Regions from separate parts of the Mus musculus genome. Here regions 2 and 3 are each linked to region 1. Evidence: chromatin contacts called from public HiCAR-type data. All regions are on one chromosome and are shown on one strand. Each heading gives the region's core, a stretch centred on a gene start, on an enhancer-like site or on the middle of the called end of the contact. The rest is flanking DNA. Distances are from core to core; before and after follow the strand shown.

Region 1 (3,903 bases), core at 514-3,013:
ACTGTGGGTATCCTACAATCAGTCACATTAAAAATGCCTTACTCAGGCTGGAGAGATGGCTCAGTGGTTAAGAGCATGGACTGCTCTTCCAGAGGACCTGAGTTCAATTCCCAGTAAGCACATGGAGGCTCGAAACCATCTGTAATAAAATCCAGCGCCTTCTTCTGGTGTGTCTGAAGACAGCAACAGTATATTCATAGACATAAAAAAAAATCTTTAAAAAAATGCCTTACTCAGTATGTATGGAGACAATTTCACATAAGTAGTTATCCCCCTTCTACCTTTTAAAAGTACTGGCCAGGCATGTCCTGGTTTTTTTGTTTGTTTGTTTGTTTTAGATTTAGTAAAATTTAAAAAGTCCTGCTGTGGTTATTTTAATTCAATGAAGCTGAAGGTATGAAGATGGTTGTTGTTTAATTTAGAAGATAAGACACAAGTCCTGTGCTTGTATATTTATTTGTTTTTAGTGAGGCTTTACTGGATATTAAACAGGGAAGTTCTTTCAAATTGTCTACTTCCTTCCCTACATTTTTTAGCAAGGTGTTTTGTTTATTCATTCATTTGTTTTGTTTTGAAACTGGCATTAGTAAGTACTTATTTCTTCAGAATTCTGGGAAGTACTCAAGATCCACTGAGATATCAAGCAATGTGAACTCAACAAGTCCTTGATTTTTCTACTTTCCCTTGGCAATGAATCTGCTCAGCTATTATTGGACTAGGAGGACCACTGTCTGTAAGACATTCTATTAAATCCCCTTTCTACATACACAGAGAAATTAATCCTATGAGATGAGGTACGTTTTTCTATACTAAGACAACTGTGGTTTTTCTCCACCTTGCCACTGAGGAAGATGTGCTGGCTAACAATAGTGCTCTACTGTTTGTCATGTTTTCTGGTTTTCTCCCAAGGTTGTTTCATACCTTTTTGGTGAAAAGGAGCTGCAGTTTCCCTGAGCCCAGCATGAAGCCACAAAACAAAACTCTTGTTTCCTAAAATCCTCTTTAATGTTAATATCCTGGGCATCCTTCCACCGGTGGGCCAGATTGATACCTGCACTCCAAGTTCAGTAACAGGCTATCAGATACCTTCAAGAAGGGGAAGTGCTGTGAAGAAAGTTCAAGCAAGCTACGAAGGAGGTCATGGTGAGTGCAGGATCACTGCCCACAAAGGGGAGGAGCAGGCGGCTAAAGAGCCTGAGCTGAAATGCTGTGTCCTCTCCCACGGCTTGGAGGATAGGCACAAAAGCTACTGGAGTGCAAGTCAGACCTGAGATCTGGAAAAGGTCTGACCCAGGACTGGAAACTCTATTTAACCTTGAGGAGGGGTAAGACTCACTGGCCAATCAAGGCCCCCAGGCGGACCTGCCAGTCAGACAATGAGGAGGGTTCTTCCGGGTGGCTTGCTGCATGTTTGTTTCGGCTGTGCAGGCTTGAATGGTTCTTTCCGTCCTGATTGGGTGCTGTGAGGGGACCTCAAACAAGCTCCGAAGTTGAGACATGGTGAGTGTGAGATCACTGCCCACAAAGGGGAGAAGCAGGCGGATGGCCGGAGCTGCAACGGTGGGTCCTCTTCCAGGGCTGCATGGGACGAGAGATATCACGAGCAAGATGCCAAACTTGGTGGACAGACACAAATGCTACCGGAATGCAAACCACTCCCGGGATCTGTAAAAGGTCTGGCCCGGGACAGGAAGCACACTTTAACCTAGAGGAGGGGTAAGGCTCACTGGCCAATCAAGGCTCCCCTGCGGAACTGCCAGTCAGACAATGAGGCGGGTTCTTCGGCTGCCTTGCTAGAAATTTGTTTTGGCAGTGCGGGCTTGAATGGTTCTCTGTATCCTGCTTTGAGCGATGTTGTTGGGTGCTTTGAGGGGACCTCAAGTAAGCTCCGTTTTTGAAACATGGTAAGCGCAGGGTTACTGTCTATAATGGGCAGGGGCGGGTGGCTGAGCAGTGCGAGCTGAGGTGGTGGATCTTCTCTGGGCTGGATGCTCCTCACTTGCTAAAACAGGCGGTGAACTCTGAATAACATCAGTATCAGGGCTGAATCTAAAAACATTTGGACTAGGGGCTTGCTTGTAGAAATATCACGAGCAAGATGCCAAACTTGGAGAGCCCTAGTTTCTCTTGAATCTTATATAAGTTTTGCCCTTAGCATTTATCTATTAGGTGTAAGATCCATTTGTAGTTAATTTTGTAGAGCTGTTAAAAGGCATCTCATGTGTTGGATAGCACTCCCATATTAAGCTGAGATGTAGAAGAGTAGAATTGATGATGTAAAGGATTTACCAAGCTTAGGAAATAATGACAGTAAGTAGCATTTAGCTGATGGAGGACTGCATCAAAAACACCCCACAGATTAGTATGATAAGCAGGCCGGTTAGAGACTAGGAAGCTAGGATTCACATGTTTGCTCACCAGGTTTGTCTAAACATCTGGCTCCAAACCATAACAAAGGAGGCAACTGTGTTGTACAACCAGCCACTTGGCACATGCTCATAGCAAAAAGCAGGTCTGTAACAAGCTGCTCAATCTGTCATTAGAGTCACAACCAACATTAAGGACTGGTGTGCCTGAAATCCCCATTTTCTAATTGGGAAAAGCATAGTTCTGCCACATGGGAAAGACTACACTGGTTGACATCCATTTGAGAAGGAAAAACACCTATGTGCTTGCAGACAGGAGCCGAGCATGGTTGTCCTCTGAGAGGCTCTATCAGCAACTGAGACAGATGCAGATACTTACAGCAAACCAATGGACTCCAGTCAGGGACCCCTATGGAAGAGTTAGGGGAATCAAATAACCCAGATCCCTCGTGGTTCACAAAGACTAAGCCATCAACCAAAGAGCATACATGGGCTGGCCCATGGTCCCAGGAACATATGTAGCAGAGGACTGCATTGCCTGTACTGAGTGGGAGACTATACACCTAATCTTGTAGAGACATGATGCCCTAAGGAAGGAGAATGGGGAAGGTGAGGTGGTGGTGGGTGAGTGGATGAGAGGAGTGGAGATGGGGTGATCGAGCATGGTCTCAAAGGCAAAGGGAAGGGGGAATAGGTAAAACATCCTGAGAGGGGGGACCAGATAGTGGTGCAATGTTTGGAATGTAAATAAATAAAACAATTAAGAAGAAATAGAGAGAGAGAGAGAGAGAGAGAGAGAGAGAGAGAGAAAGAAAGAAAGAAAGAAACACTGTTGTATGGAGGGCTAGCCTTATCAAGTAAGTCTTTCCCTAAAGCCCTCATGAATAAAGAATGACAACTCCTTCTCAAATCCAGGAACATACTTGGCAGAGCCAATAATGGACTGGGGCCTAGGCCTTGGGAGCTTTTGCTATGGCTACAATGTATTGAGAATAAAATAGAGCTCCTTTTCTAAAGCCAGGAATATCCTTGGGAGAGCTGGTAATGGTCTGGGGCCAAGGCCTTCATGACAATTTATATCCTCAGAACCCAACTCTTTCTGCCATGTGGGGCTATGGTTATTAGTCGTAAGGCCACTGTAGGCTTGGTCAGTAATGTTCTTTTTTATTTTTTTCTGGTTTTTCGAGACAGGGTTTCTGTGTGTAGCCATGGCTGTCCTGGAACTCACTCTGTAGACCAGGCTGGCCTTGAACTTGAACTTGAAATCCGCCTGCCTCTGCCTCCCAAGTACTGGGATTAAAGGCGTGTACCACCACTGCCCAGGTTAATGTTCTTGAGATAAGGAGTAATCTTGTGCAGCTTCTTAGAAGTCTCCCATTTATTTCCATCTTCCCTCTGTAAGTAGTATACAGGATGCTATTCTTAAGAGCTTTACTTAGCACAAGACATGGCTTCTGCAAGATCTCCCCATCACAACTTTTATTCATTCTTTTTTTTTTTTTTTCTTTTTTTGATTTTTCGAGACAGGGTTTCTCTG
Region 2 (3,903 bases), core at 623-3,122, 580 kb after region 1:
GGAGGCCTACATTTTAGAAAGGTCATGTTGGAATCAGTGTGGGGCCCAAGGAGGCCCTGACCACTCTTTATGTCTGTGTGCTTTACTGAGCATGCTCAAGATTGCTTAGAAACAGGCAGAAACCTAGGAGATATGGGCATGAAAGGCATAGTAGTCATTGCTTCTATCACACGCCTAAGCCAGATGATGGAGGGTTCTGTTTTTCTTGTCTTCTCCTGAGATGGGGTCTCCTGTGCCCAGGCTGGATGCTCCTCCCCACGGGACTGATGATGAGTCTTAGCTCTTGTCTTTGCTTCTCCAACGCTGAGTGCTGGGATTACAGATACATGCTGTTGTGCCTGCTTTATGTGGTGCTAGGGATCAAACTTTGGGCTTCATGTGTACTAGGCAAGAACTCTACCACCAGACCTACATCCTCAGCCCCCTTTCTCCCATTTTCATGGAACCTAAGAATAAGTGATAGACTCATTCTAGTTAGTATTTTAAATCCTCCCTATTAATCACTTATATATTTATTATCATCTGGTAATAATAGACAACATATACTTAAATACTGGTCATCAGGTAATAGTATTATGTGATGAAAACATTTAAAAGCTAAGAATATATTTCTTATAAGAAGTTCAAAAGCTTTACGTTATAACCACGGAATAGAGTGCTACAACCCCAGAGAGGATGGTGCAGACTTTATGCCTGGAAAGTGAGGGTGTATAGTGTGCCCATGTTAACAAAAATGACCAGTAGGAATAAACAGCAACACTTTAGAGCCTTTGTTACGTAGTCAAGTCTCTACCTCTTGGAACCTGCATATGATCACGGCACTTAGGAGATGTAGTCAGAGGTTCAGAAGTTCAAGACAGTGAGGTTGAGACCTGCCTGAGCTATAACAGACCCTGGCTCGAAAACCAAACCAAACAAAATTCAGATTTCTCCCTGTCAGCTAGGCTGCCTCAGGTGTGGCCTGTAACTGAGTTTGCTTTTTAATTTTTAGCAATGTATGTTAGTCATAGAGAATTTTGTTTAAGATCATAAGCTTTTCCTATTATTTTTATTTTAGATAGTCTCACTCTGTAGTCCATACTGACCTGGAACTTGCAATGTTTGATCCTCCTACCTTAGCCTTCTTGCTACAATAGACTTCAGCAACTCTCCAGCTGAGTGTTCTAATTATTTATATGGGGTTGGGGCAAGCAGGCTGGGCATATAGCTGCATGGTAGTGCACTTGCCTAGCACCTACCAGGACATGGATGCATTCTTGACCCTGGAAAAGATTAAAAAAAAAAAAAAAGGAAAGAAAATATAAAATATAGTAATGTCAACCTTTCATTTTTAAGGTGTGGAAAGCCTTTTGCATCAGTTCTCCCAAAATTTAGTAACTGTTTACCACCCTTCTGGCAATTGGGTTTTCTGGGTATGCTGACATTTGTGAGGTTCCCTTTTCTAGCCTGCCTTCATCATAGCCCCTATCAGTTAGTAGAATGCCTTCAGCCCAGAACTGACTTCCTCCTGACCCTGGGGCCCAGTCTCCTACAGATGGCAGCTGGCTCAGGCTTCTCTATCCGCTGCTTCTTCTCTTCCCGTTCAGTCTCCCCACCCCTCCCATCCCCCTTCCACCAGGCTGTTTTCTTTCTATATATGGTAATACTGCTCACTAGCATAAGCCACTAGCTTCCCGGGAAGGCTGGAAAGTGACATCACCCTAACATAAACTTTCTGACACTGGCTGCAGTCTTCTCTGTTACCAACTGGGAGGGTTATTGTTAAGGCAGCTGTAGCGATGCAAGCTCTGAGTACTGCTGAGAAGTAGCCAGCCTGACAGGCGCCTGCTGCACAGTAGTGAAGCTGCCATCGCAGCACCGCGCCGCGCCCTTATTCCAGCCAGTGTGCTAGTTCCTCCTGACCGCTCAGCCAGTAGCGGTATTTGCGAGGCTCTCAGGCCCACAGATGGAGGGTTTGTCCAGGGTCACGTGGCTTAGCTGTAAACATGGAATTGCACACACACACACACACACACACACACACACACACACACACACACACACACACACACACACACTCATACAAGGAGCAAGAGAGAGGAAGTTCCAGGATGTTGGAGAGTAGCGCAGAACCCAGCTGGTTAATTAGTCCCGGAATTAAAGCTTCCTCTGTTCCCTAGTGAGACTGACCCCAGAAAAGCAAAGGCCATTCGGAATCACCAAATCACAAGAAGCTTAAAGGAAATGCGTGTGACTAGGACGTCTTTTGAAAATGATCTCATCATCCTTGAAAATACTTTTCCTGGTTATTTGGTTTTAAAAAAAATGCTTAAACTGGCCCAATGAAACAAGCCTGTGTGGAATCCCAGTAGAGACTGAGCCAATGGAATCGCAAATTCAAGGCCAATCAACTTGGGCTATGGAGTTGAGTTCCAGGCCAACAAGAACTACTTAGTGAGACTGAAACTAAAAAGTGTAAAAAGAGACCTAGGAATGTAGCTCCATGGTAGTGTTTGCCTTGCCTGCACCAGTCAGTGCTGGGGAAAACAAAAACAAACCAAAACTTTGACAGGGAAACCAAGGCAGTTCTGAGGTTGGTAGAGCCCTCCCACAGGGCCTTTCAGCCTGATTTCCCTCTTCACTAGAATAGCCCTGCTGCCCTTCCCACCCAGATATGCCCTTACTCTGACAAGCAGAAGTTGATCATGACAGAGAGACAGCTCAGTCAGGAAAAGCACTTACTTGCCTTGCAAGCATGAGGACTTTATTCAGTCTGCAGTGCCCTGGTAAAGCTGTGTATGATGGCAGATGCCTGCAACCACAGGAAATGAAAACAGGGTTCCTGGGGCCAGCCAGCCTAGCCAAATTGATGAGCTTCGAGTTCAGTGAGAGATCCTGTCTCAAAACATAAGATGAGAGAGACCCCAACATCAACCTAAGCCCCCCATATATACGTGCATACACACGAGCACCTACACATATGCAGAGAAGCAAAGGTGACAGATTATTTACTGCACTATAACCAACCTGGCCTCATTTTATAACACCACAGTCATGGCCTTCATTATCTATTCCCTTCCAGAATTCCTTATTGGTGAAAACATAAAACTTAAGCTCAGCTGTCTTGCGCGCGCTCAACTGGCCAGGAAGAACAATGCTGCAACAGGATCCTTCTGCACACGTTTATTCAGTCCTGTTTCTTCTTGTTTATATCTCCCTTGTTTATATATCTCCCTTGTTTATATCTCCCCCCCCCCCCCCAACCCTGGGCCTCTCACTCTTTTATACTCTCAGTTCCCATCCACGCACAGCAGGCCACGCCACCTCACCAGGCACGCAGCTTCAGCTAATCAGGGCAGCAGGGGCATATCTCCATCAAAATGGATTCACCAGTATCCTGGTACACCTGCGCAGCTCTCAAGATGTTTGTGGCTTATATGAGGAAGTCAGGTGCAAGTCATACGACTTAGCTGCAGTCCCTGGCACCTTTGGGACTGCCGCCACACCTGCTCCTCACACAGCTGAAAAAAAATCAAGAACAAACCGTCTTTGTAAGAGTGTATGTATCTTGTCTTAAAAGTTTAAAATTCAGGGGCTAGAAAGATGACTCAGTGATTAAGACCACTGGCTGCTCTTCCAGAGTGACTCACAACCATCCATAATAGGATCTGAGGCCCTCTTCTGGTATGTCTGAAGACAGCAACAGTGTATTCGCATACATAAAATAAATATTTTTTATATTAAAAAAAGGTTAAAATTCCTGGTTTTCCTCAGTGTCATGAAGATATGAAGGTGTGTGGTAGAGATCCTGTGCCTTCTCTTATGTGAGGTCTCACCCTCATTTTCCCATACTGTGATTTATGTTGTTTTCTTTTTTCTTTTTCACCCCTTTTTCCCTTTTTTTTTTTCCTTTTCTTTTTTTGG
Region 3 (3,903 bases), core at 619-3,118, 550 kb after region 1:
ACCATCTTAATACTGAACTTCATATCCTCAACAACAGATTCTTCAACTGCAGGCCTGTAAATTCAACAGATAAGCTAGAAACTGCTTTCTACTCACATAAAAACTAGAGTTCTAGTATCTTCTACTCTCCCCAAGTGCCTATATACAACATGCCAGTGTTTCATCCGTTTTCTATTTGTCATTCTATCATTTCTGATCATTAACCATGGTTGAATGAATCAAAATTCCTCATAAACTTGGATATCATATCATATATTAAGATTCTGATGTCAGTCCTTCCCTTCGGGCCTTGATGTCCATCAGTATGCAAGAGGTAACTCTAAACTAAAATTTCTTAGTCCATTCTACAGGTTATCTAGGATATGACCTACTGTAATGGCTGTGTGCGATTTAAAAAAGAAATCTAATCAGAATTCATCTAACATTTATTTCTGTCCTATGCAAGCAACAACCACCATTAAAAAATAAAAACCTTAAGTCATACTATCCTCTTCATACCCAAGTGGAATGGCATATCCAGGAGACTTTCCTAATACTACCAAAACATTCTGAGAAGTTTGTAGATTTTTTTTAACATAGCAAAAGCAATGAAAAGTAATTAATGTATATGAAGCATTGTTGTCTAAGTTGTGGTTTTACATTTCACTACCTACTGTGTCCTTTTCTTTTTTTTCTTTTCTTTTTTTTTCTTTTCTTTTTTTTTTTTTTTTTTTTTTTTTTTGAGGCATTGCCCTGGATTCCTCTTGCCATACATATACATACACACACACACACAAAATGCCTTCTTTATTTTACATTAGTTAGGTTACTTAAAGTTCAAATATAGGCTCTGGAGGTGAGCCCATGAACTCTCCAAATTACTTAAAACTCCTGCACCTCAGTTTCTTCCTTTGTAAAATGAGATAGGCAGTCCCAATACCACCATGGATCAGGATCAGGGTTCTGCAGTGAGGTCAGTACATGCTGGGAGTTTACATGCTGGGAGCTGGGTCTGACCCTCGTGTCACAAGAATTACTATAATTAGTGTAGGAACTCCTTTTCTCTTTTAAAGATGAGGAAACGGAAATAGGATAATTTATTACTAGTTATTACTAGGTTTCAAATTAAAAGTTCAAATTCACTGTGGCATTCGGGATCAGCGCGGTCATTAACCCAGCCTGTCACTAGGAGGCACGAGAAAGGGTAGGCAGCCACACTCCACGAGGCCCCGGGTGGGCACCGCCTCGCGGACCACGGGCGCTGCGGCCTGGTTCCCAGGGTCCCGCGCCGCGCTGGGGAAAGGCGCCCGCTGGGCACCGACGGACCGAACCCCTCTAAGGTCAGCGGCACCCAGATCCCTGTCGTACCCACCCTTGAACCCCGCCACGCCCCGGTGTGACAGACTGGGCTCGCGACCCTCCCTTAGGACAAGGCCGGGCGGGGCGGGGAGCTGCAGCCGAACGAGGCCGAGCGCCGCGGTCCCTAAAACCGGACTCCACCCGGCCCAGGCCGCAGAGACACGCCTGGTTAGCCCGAGTTGCCCGGAGCCCACGCCCGCACGTCCACACGCCCGCGGCCTTACCTTTTCGCAGCGTCCGCCCGACACGCGGGCGGCCCGGGCTCCGCCGCGTTCCGCCTCTCGGAGGGTCTCGGGTCGGTGTCGGCGGACCTCGGCCTTTCGGAGGGTCTCGGGCCGGCGTCGGCGGGCCTCGGCTTCTCGGTTGGTCTCGGGTGGCGTCGGCGGGCCTCGGCCGCTCCGCGGGTCTGGCGGCTCTTCAGCGAGTGGGCGGAGACTCGGCCCGCCTGTCCCTCAGGAAGCCGCCCCGCCCCGCCCCCGCCGCGAAGCTCTTTCTCCCGGGCTGCCCGGCTTTTCTCTCCCTCCGGAAACGCATTCCTCCGCGCCGCGTCAGCCGCGCCTGAAAAGGAGGGGGAGGCGGCAGGAAGAAGGAAGGTGGGGCAGGGTGCAGACAAAGGAGCTCGGTCGTTCGGCCCTTTCTGCCTGGGGTACCGCGCTGAACCACCGAGGGCGCCGGCCGCCCGGCTGGAAAGCCCAGCCGCAGTCTGTGTCCGGTCCCTGGGATCCCGAGCCAGACCTCTCTGTGGGCTGAGGGGACAAGAAGGATCGGGTGTTCTGCAGGCAGCCCTCGGACCCGCCCCGTCACCCTAAGATTGCAGACTCCCGCTCCACCCTTGCTGTGCCACCCTGCGCTCCTTGGCGCCGCATTTGCTCAATTTTCTATCTGGGTGGCCAAGCACAAAAAGGAAAAATGTTATGTTTGCGCACTTGCTTTCTCTTTTCTGGAAAAAGAATTGAAAAGTAGCCAGTCTCAAAATCTAAATGAGAAGCTTGAAACTTGGACTTGCCTCGTCATACTGAAAGCTGTGGGACAGCAGGTGCCATCAGCTTACCCGAAGAGTGTGGGCTGCCAGGAGGAGCAGGGCACCCAGCCGTAAAGACAGCTTTCATTGCCGGGTTTATGAACCCAAGAAATAGTGTTTCTGTTCTGGAAGAGTAAAACTGGGATGCCAAAAAAAAAAAAAAAGATTAATCACTATGGAAAAGTTATATGTTGCCCATGAGCAAATCAAATGTATTGTTTAACTAAAATTTTAATAAATGAGCATCGTTTTTCTAATTAGTAAATGACTGAACTTAAAAGGCTACGTCTGCATCGGCAGCCCAGCGGTAAAGCTCAGTGACGTTCGTTGCCTTTAAAGGTATTGATCTTACCACTTTGAGTTAAACCATTAGCCCAGTCTCTGCACAAGAAACAGCTTTATAAACATACTTTATCAATGCTTGGCCTGAACTGTGTGAGCTTTCATTCGTGTGACTTGAGGAGGGAACAATCTACCACAAGATCGACACACACACACACACACACACACACACACACACAAAATAGTGTTTGTGCTGCTCTCCCAGGACTCAACCTAAGCTGTCAGAGGAATACCAATTTACATGTACAAGTCATAAACTTTGAAGAAAATAGAAATTAATAAGTTCCATAATTGCTCAGAAATGTAGCTATACTTGAATTCATAAAAATGTTAAGAGATGGGCAGTTACTTAGCTATGTAAAATGCATGAACATTGTTCTAATTACTTGTCTCACTACTGGGGCACAATAACTGACAAAGCAACTTAATGAAAGAATTTATTTTAGCTCACAGTTACACGGTACAGTCCATCTCAACAAGAAAGTTGTAGTGGCAGAAGCATGAGGTCCAATTACACCCACAGCCATTTACCCTGTGCCTGGAGGATTGAAGTTCTACCTTGGCAGAAAATATAAGCTGCCTCTTGCTTTTTCAAAATGTAAGCCTTTCTCCACTGTAGCATTTACTGTGCTGTTGGTTATTCTCCCCAGCAATAGCTATTGCAGCTATTTAGTAACAACCCAAGGGTAGAAATAGAATTCTTTCCGTGAAAAAGAGTGAAGTATAGGAAACAATCAAGTAGGGGGCTGGAGAGAGGGCTCAGCAGTTAAGAGCACTGACTGCTCTTCTGAAGGTCCTAAGTTCAAATCCCAGCAACCACATGGTGGTTCACAACCATCCGTAATGAGATCCGATGCCCTCTTCTGGTGTCTGAAAATAGCTACAGTGTACTTACATATAATAATAAATAAATCTTAAAAAAAGAAACAGTCAAGTGGGCCATCAAAAGCCCCTGTCCTACATTTTTTTATCCCAGCACTTGGGAGGACTCAGAGGCAGGAGAATCTCTCAGTTTGAAGCCAGCCTCATCTATAGATCGAGTTGAAGGAAAGGGAGGGAGGGAGGGAGGGAGGGAGGGAGGGAGGGAGGGAGGGAGGGAGGGAGGGAGGGAGGGAAAAATTCCTGTCTTGCCCAGGATCCTTCTTTGTTTGCATTTCTCTTTGTGCTAGAGCATTTTCTTTCAATCGTCAGGATTTCCACTG

Evidence for each region. HiCAR-type assays count read pairs that join an accessible place to other places.
Region 2: a contact with region 1 is called in a HiCAR-type map of astrocytes, with 2.7 times the contacts expected there. The contact joins the enhancer-like site here to the promoter of 2610044O15Rik8 in region 1. A contact is called at or near these places in 2 of 39 promoter capture datasets (the 3T3-L1 cell line and stem cell-derived epiblast-like cells), 1 of 15 datasets of contacts at CTCF or cohesin (large pre-B cells), 1 of 484 Hi-C or Micro-C datasets (cortical neurons) and 10 of 115 datasets of contacts at active chromatin or transcription factors (the 230-238 cell line, the NIH/3T3 cell line, astrocytes and 5 more).
Region 3: a HiCAR-type map of astrocytes shows a contact between it and region 1, with 2.4 times the contacts expected there. The contact joins the promoter of Itgb1 here to the promoter of 2610044O15Rik8 in region 1. A contact is called at or near these places in 1 of 39 promoter capture datasets (pre-B cells), 1 of 484 Hi-C or Micro-C datasets (embryonic stem cells) and 8 of 115 datasets of contacts at active chromatin or transcription factors (the 230-238 cell line, astrocytes, bone marrow-derived dendritic cells and 5 more).

The regions. Positions count from the first base shown.
Region 1 is chr8:129,231,906-129,235,808 of GRCm38.p6, reverse strand. It overlaps 2610044O15Rik8 (RIKEN cDNA 2610044O15 gene), which reads left to right and starts at 1,763. Exons shown (of 5, transcript NM_153780.3): 1 at 1,763-1,904. The coding sequence starts at 1,902.
Region 2 is chr8:128,652,635-128,656,537 of GRCm38.p6, reverse strand. No RefSeq gene overlaps it. Among named protein-coding and RNA genes, the nearest start is that of Gm26002, 3.6 kb to the right of the region's middle. Within about 2 kb of position 1,872, at least 341 of the 459 cell types and tissues checked have an H3K27ac peak or open chromatin away from gene starts, as enhancers often do. A contact at or near this core is called in the NIH/3T3 cell line, astrocytes, bone marrow-derived macrophages and 5 more, where this site is marked.
Region 3 is chr8:128,683,619-128,687,521 of GRCm38.p6, reverse strand. Itgb1 (integrin beta 1 (fibronectin receptor beta)) reads right to left here and starts at 1,868. Exons shown (of 16, transcript NM_010578.2): 1 at 1,563-1,868.